Regions from separate parts of the Mus musculus genome. Here region 2 is linked to region 1. The links are chromatin contacts, called in public HiChIP or PLAC-seq maps. All regions are on one chromosome and are shown on one strand. Each heading gives the region's core, a stretch centred on a gene start, on an enhancer-like site or on the middle of the called end of the contact. The rest is flanking DNA. Distances are from core to core; before and after follow the strand shown.

The links. HiChIP or PLAC-seq counts read pairs in DNA pulled down with a chosen protein or histone mark.
Region 2: an H3K27ac HiChIP or PLAC-seq map of embryonic stem cells shows a contact between it and region 1, with 7 read pairs. The contact joins two enhancer-like sites.

What each region holds. Positions count from the first base shown.
Region 1 is chr10:95,312,405-95,315,080 of GRCm38.p6, reverse strand. The region is part of intron 2 of Cradd (CASP2 and RIPK1 domain containing adaptor with death domain); the gene reads left to right. Among named protein-coding and RNA genes, the nearest start is that of Cradd, 10 kb to the left of the region's middle. Within about 2 kb of position 1,355, at least 90 of the 459 cell types and tissues checked have an H3K27ac peak or open chromatin away from gene starts, as enhancers often do. A contact at or near this core is called in embryonic stem cells, where this site is marked.
Region 2 is chr10:95,719,031-95,721,706 of GRCm38.p6, reverse strand. No RefSeq gene overlaps it. Among named protein-coding and RNA genes, the nearest start is that of Gm47708, 10 kb to the left of the region's middle. Within about 2 kb of position 1,331, at least 20 of the 459 cell types and tissues checked have an H3K27ac peak or open chromatin away from gene starts, as enhancers often do. A contact at or near this core is called in embryonic stem cells, where this site is marked.

The DNA.
Region 1 (2,676 bases), core at 106-2,605:
TCCAGCTTCCGGGGGACCTGGCGCATGCGCGTGCGTGTGTGCGTGTGTGTGTGTGTGTGTGTGTGTGTGTGTGTATGTATGTATGTACTGGAGAGACACAAAGATCCCGAGTTAAAGATCATCTTCAGCAGCCTAGGGAGGTGTAGGCCTGAGCCCTGTAGAACCCTTTATTATATAGATGAGGCACAGTGAACATAGGGCTGTTTAATAACTCCCTTAAGGTCACTCAGGTGCATGGAGCCAAATTATTAACTTCAGTGCTTTGACTTTACAGCCTGCTAACATCTACCCCATGAAAGCACCTTATCAAAATAGACTTTTCCCTTCGCCTAATTAGGATAGCTCAGGTGTGTTCCAGTGCTCCGTCCCCACTCATTCTCCCTTGCTCCTGTCAGACACAAGCCCAGGGGCTCTTGGAAAGTCCTTCTCTTTCCTGTTGTCTCAGGAGTCACTTACTCCCTGTGTCTCCCCTTTCCTGGTCTCCTTTGATCCTTTGCAGAGGAGGTGGGATCTGAAGCAGGGCCCTGCGTTTCTCTCCTCTCAGGTCCTCTGAAGCAGGGCCCTGCATTTCTCTCCTCTCAGGTCCTCTGTTATCTTGAGAGTCCTAAAGACTAAAGCTTTGGTCTACAGAGTGAGTTCCAGGACAGCCAAGGCTATATACAGAGAAACCCTGTTTCAGGGGAAAAAAAAAAAAAAGACTAAAGCTTGGTCGTGTTTGGGGACATCGTGGTAGCTCTGCTGATGCTGCAGTCAGGTCCCACTTTGCAGCTCATAAATCATGCTCTCTACAGCTGGTGGGTACCAGGAACAAGTTCTGCTGGTGTAGCTCCAGGCTGCCTATCAAGGTAGCACTCCGGCTTGGGAGGGAGGGGGGGAGGCTCAGACACGAAGGCTGTGGTTGCAGCCAGCTGCAGGAATGTTTGCTCTACCTAAATGTAATAGGCAGCTGTGTTTACACGGGTCCTTCAGTTTGGCCAGTAAGGAGCATAGATGTATATGATTCTTGGGAGGGTTTACCCACCCTGCTCCCCCTTTTAAAATGTGATTTTTTTTTTCCAAATAGTCAACCTGAATTTAAAAGGCAGTATGACTTCTGGATGTTTTGGGTCAGGTTTTAGACGTAGGCTTTATTTTTGCTAATGATATGAAAGATTTGCCCCTTTGTAGGAAGCGCCAGGCTGAGAGTTCCTGGAAGTGTTCAAGTTCTATTTATATTCGGCACCATGGCAGAGATGGTGGCGACACGGTTACCAAAATAACACCGTGGAGATGTCTGAAGTGGTTGAGAGGACACAGGGGTAAACACACCCAGGGCCTCTCAGTCAGCCCTCAACAAGGACAGCGGCTGTGACTAGATAGATGCGTGGGATCTTTTCCCCACCCAGGAAGCAACAGCATTGCTGTAGCGGACACCACCTGGGTGTCTGTTGGTTCTCCTCAAGTCTGACAGCGTCATCCTGAAGCTAGCATGTGACCCCACAGCTGAGGCCCCAGTTTCTCATACCACCTCCCAGTTCCAAGGCCAGTCACAAGTGTCTGTCCTTTAGTTTCAAGGTGGATTCCCTATGGCGTTTTTCCTCTTGTTCAATTAATTTTTAAAAGCTACTTACCAAACCAAGAGAAGCACATTTACCAGTTTATTATAAAGCATGTTTATGAAGGATACTGATAAGAGATACACAGGGCAAGGGATAGAAGGAGAGTCTTTCCCACGTAGACCACATCCCGGAACCTCCAGCTGTAACCTTGGGCTGTCTGGAAGCCCTCTAAGCCCTGCCCTTGGAGTTTTTAATAGCTTCATCACATTGGCACACCTGATGAAATAACCAGACAACTTAAACTTCAGGTGCTCTCTTCTCTCCAGAGGGACAAGATGTGAACACTCACTGTCCCAGCACTTGGGAGACAGAGACAGGAGGATCAGAAGTTGAGTCTCAACTCCCCACCCTGTCTTGGATTCTGAACGACTGTGCCCATCCCAAAAATTATCGAGACTGTTGGTCACTGGTCTGTTGTGGATAGCCCTGGGGCTAATAAAATTTGATGTTAATTCTGTGAGAGGTTTTGGATGAGGAATGAGTCAGCACTCAGGTGATTTCCTGTAAACCTGCTTCCCACCTTAATTTGTAAAATAAAGGCGAGCTGATGATTGGGCAGCTAAGGGAAGGTGAATAGAAGATGAAGAGGGAACGCAGAGAGGGAAAGAAGAAGAAGAAGAAGAAGAAGAAGAAGAAGAAGAGGAGGAGGAGGAGGAAGAGGAGGAGGAGGAGGAGGAGGAGGAGGAGGAGGAGGAGGAGGAGGAGAAGGAGAAGAGCGGAGCAGAAGCACATGGCCTGGAGAAACCGAAAGTCCTAAGGGGTCTCATGGATGTGGAAGATGGTAGTGTAGCGGTAGATCTGCCCAGTCTAGGTGCACAGCATGTATTCATATTAACTGAGTTGTGTTTTCATTGCTGGGCATATCTGAGTTGGAGATTTGCTGTAACACGGATCAGCTTAGTAGCAAGTAAAAAGACATGGCTTCTTTGAAGACCACCAGGATGTGGAAAGTGTATGTCAGGCAACAGGACAAGAACCAGACGTTACTTATTTTGTGATATCTTAGTGGCAAATAAGGCCTGTGGTCGTGAAGCCTGCGTGTAAGTCCTTAAGAGCAGGTCACAGTACTATCATGGGT
Region 2 (2,676 bases), core at 82-2,581, 410 kb before region 1:
TTTGCTTGTTCTGCCCCTTACACTGGTGTAATTGGACCCTGATTATTAGCTTTCCTTTGGTGGGGCTGGAGGGATCACTCCATCTGTAGAGACCTTGCCCTGCAAGGATGACGGTCTGAAGGATCTGAATTCAGTCCACAGAACCCATATTTTTAAAAAGCCAGGTACTAGGGCTGGAGAGATGGCTCAGCAATTAAGAGCACATACCACTCACAGAGATTCAGAGTTCAGTTCTCAGCACCTACATTGGATGGCTTTCATCTGCCTGTTACTTTGGCTTCAGGGGATCTGACAACCTCTTCTGACCTCCATGGGCACCTACAATCATATGTGCATGAGCACATAATACATCACACACACACACACACATACACACACACACACACATTCTCTCAACTACTAGTAGTGGCATCAATTTTCCTGATGGATCTATGACTCTGTGCTGTGTCTGCTAATAAAATAAAAGGCATTAGGCATACATCAGAAGCTTGCTGCAAAACTAAGCAAGCTAATATAGCTTCAAATGCTTGGAACAGAACCATGTACACAATAAATGCAAATGTCTAAGGACTCACAGCCAAGGCATCAGATTAGAGTCCTTCTCAGGCCCTCGGGATGGAGATCCCTCAAGCCTGATGGATAACTCAGGAAAATTAGGTAAAGAGAAGACAGAAGGAAAAGGTGCTGTCACTCAGGAGACAAAGGCGGGGCATTGGATTCAGTGCTGGAGACAGGGCAGAAGGCAGCCTTCAAAATGATGCTCTGTCTATGATTGAGCCATCGCTCATTGCCAGTTACAGAAGATCAGCTGCAAGTGTGGGATCTGGCTAGACAGCCTGCGTTCAAACTCCAGCTCAAGAACTATCCATCCCAGGACAGGTGCTGATCCATTGTATGTCTCTAGTGTCTAAGACAGGGACCATAGCTGGGATTTCTGTGTTAGACTCTGGAAAGGGTTACAGGAAGCAAAGGCGCTGGGTGTTTGGAGCTGAGCCCGGAAGATCTGGGTTCAAGGTTGCCAGTTTTATCTTAGAGACATCAGCAACAAATAGGCAGCTGAGCCCACAGAAATGGGCGTGTCCGGCCCCAGACCATGTGAGTAAGGCGAGACCACACTGAGGTAAGTGTGACACAACCTGAGGTAAACATCCATGTAAGTGCAGGGTTAAGTCGAAAGGTCAAGGAAACAGCCATGAGGGAGAAAGTGAGAGGCAGGAAGGCAGGCTGCAGGGGCCACGGTCCAGCTCTGAGAGAAAACAATGGCCGTAGTGAGAACAGCAGGGCTCTCTGTCCAATCACGGTCCCCAGTCAGGGGTCCTGTGACATGACAGCAAAAATCCTGCCTCAGCCAATGAGGTGAAAAAGCAAATGGCGACCTGGCCACACCTTTGTCTGGCCTCCCGAGGTGATCACAAAAGCATTTGGCACCCCGTCCCAGTGACTGCTATGGACACAACTCAACCCTTCTAGCCATGCCTTTGAACCCCTGCTGGTCTTCTGCATGTGACAATCTACAAGGTAAATATTTCTACTGGATCCAAATAGCTGGTTAAGATTAACATCTGTCCTAAATGTCAAGTCCCGTTGTGTACATCCCTGATCCCTCTTGTTTCCTGTGTCCACAAACCCTACCTAGCATTGGTAACTTCTGCTTGTTTATTTTGATAAGGGATCTGCATCTAGAAAGTTACCCCACATTGCTCTAGTAGAACCCCAAAGCCTGGCCCCAGGCCTCCAAACAAGGATTCAGTACTATGATACTGTATGGTGGTATTATTTAGGAGTGTCTACCCCACTGAGTTCCTAAATAAAAGACACAAAACCTTTATATCTAGAATAAGCCTTAAAGCACTAGAGCTGGGCAGATGGCCACCCTCTGCTAGTTTGTCTGCTTCTCTAGTAACCCTAAGACTTCAGTTGCCATGTTCTGCCTTGTAGCCTTCCATAAGCCTGAAGCAGGCTAAACCAGACCTTGACCTTGCTGCCACTAAAGAGATTATCTAGGGTGGAGCCTTCCTCCCTAGATCACTCTATTGTTCTGCCACTGCAGCTGCTGCTTCAAGATACCCGCAGAGAAGCCGCTGAGCTATTCCAGAGACTACGCCCTATTCTGAACATCATCACCTGCAGCTGGTTCCAGGCTCCAAGGATGAATTGGCGGAATGGACTTTTCTCCCCTTTTCTTTATAAGGCGTGTTCCCCGACATTAAAGTTGAACCTTGAGAAGACTAGCATGTCTTGGTTCCATTGTTTCTCAACCCACCTAGGCTCCCTCTTTTCTTCCAGATTCCAAGATGCCTTCCAGGCTCGAACCTGGACATGTGAGCCGCTGGCCAGCCCCCAACACTGCCTGGGCCACACCTACTCCATCAGGCTGACCTTCGTGCCCACAATCCACCTGCCCCACAGAATCTTCTTCCTTCCCCTCTCCTCTTCTAGTCTCTCACTCAGACCCCAAGCCCCAGAACCCAAGCCCTGCCTACCTCTTTCTGCCCAGCTACAGGCTGTAGGCATTTTTATTGACCCATCAGGGATAGCTTGGGAGACAAGGTTACATAGCATCATGTACAGGAGGATTTCCTTGTCCCTAAGGCTGTGTGTGTGTGGTAGGGGGACCAGATCTTGGAGGCCAGTATGTATCATTACAATACATAGCAACAGACCAAACCTGGACAG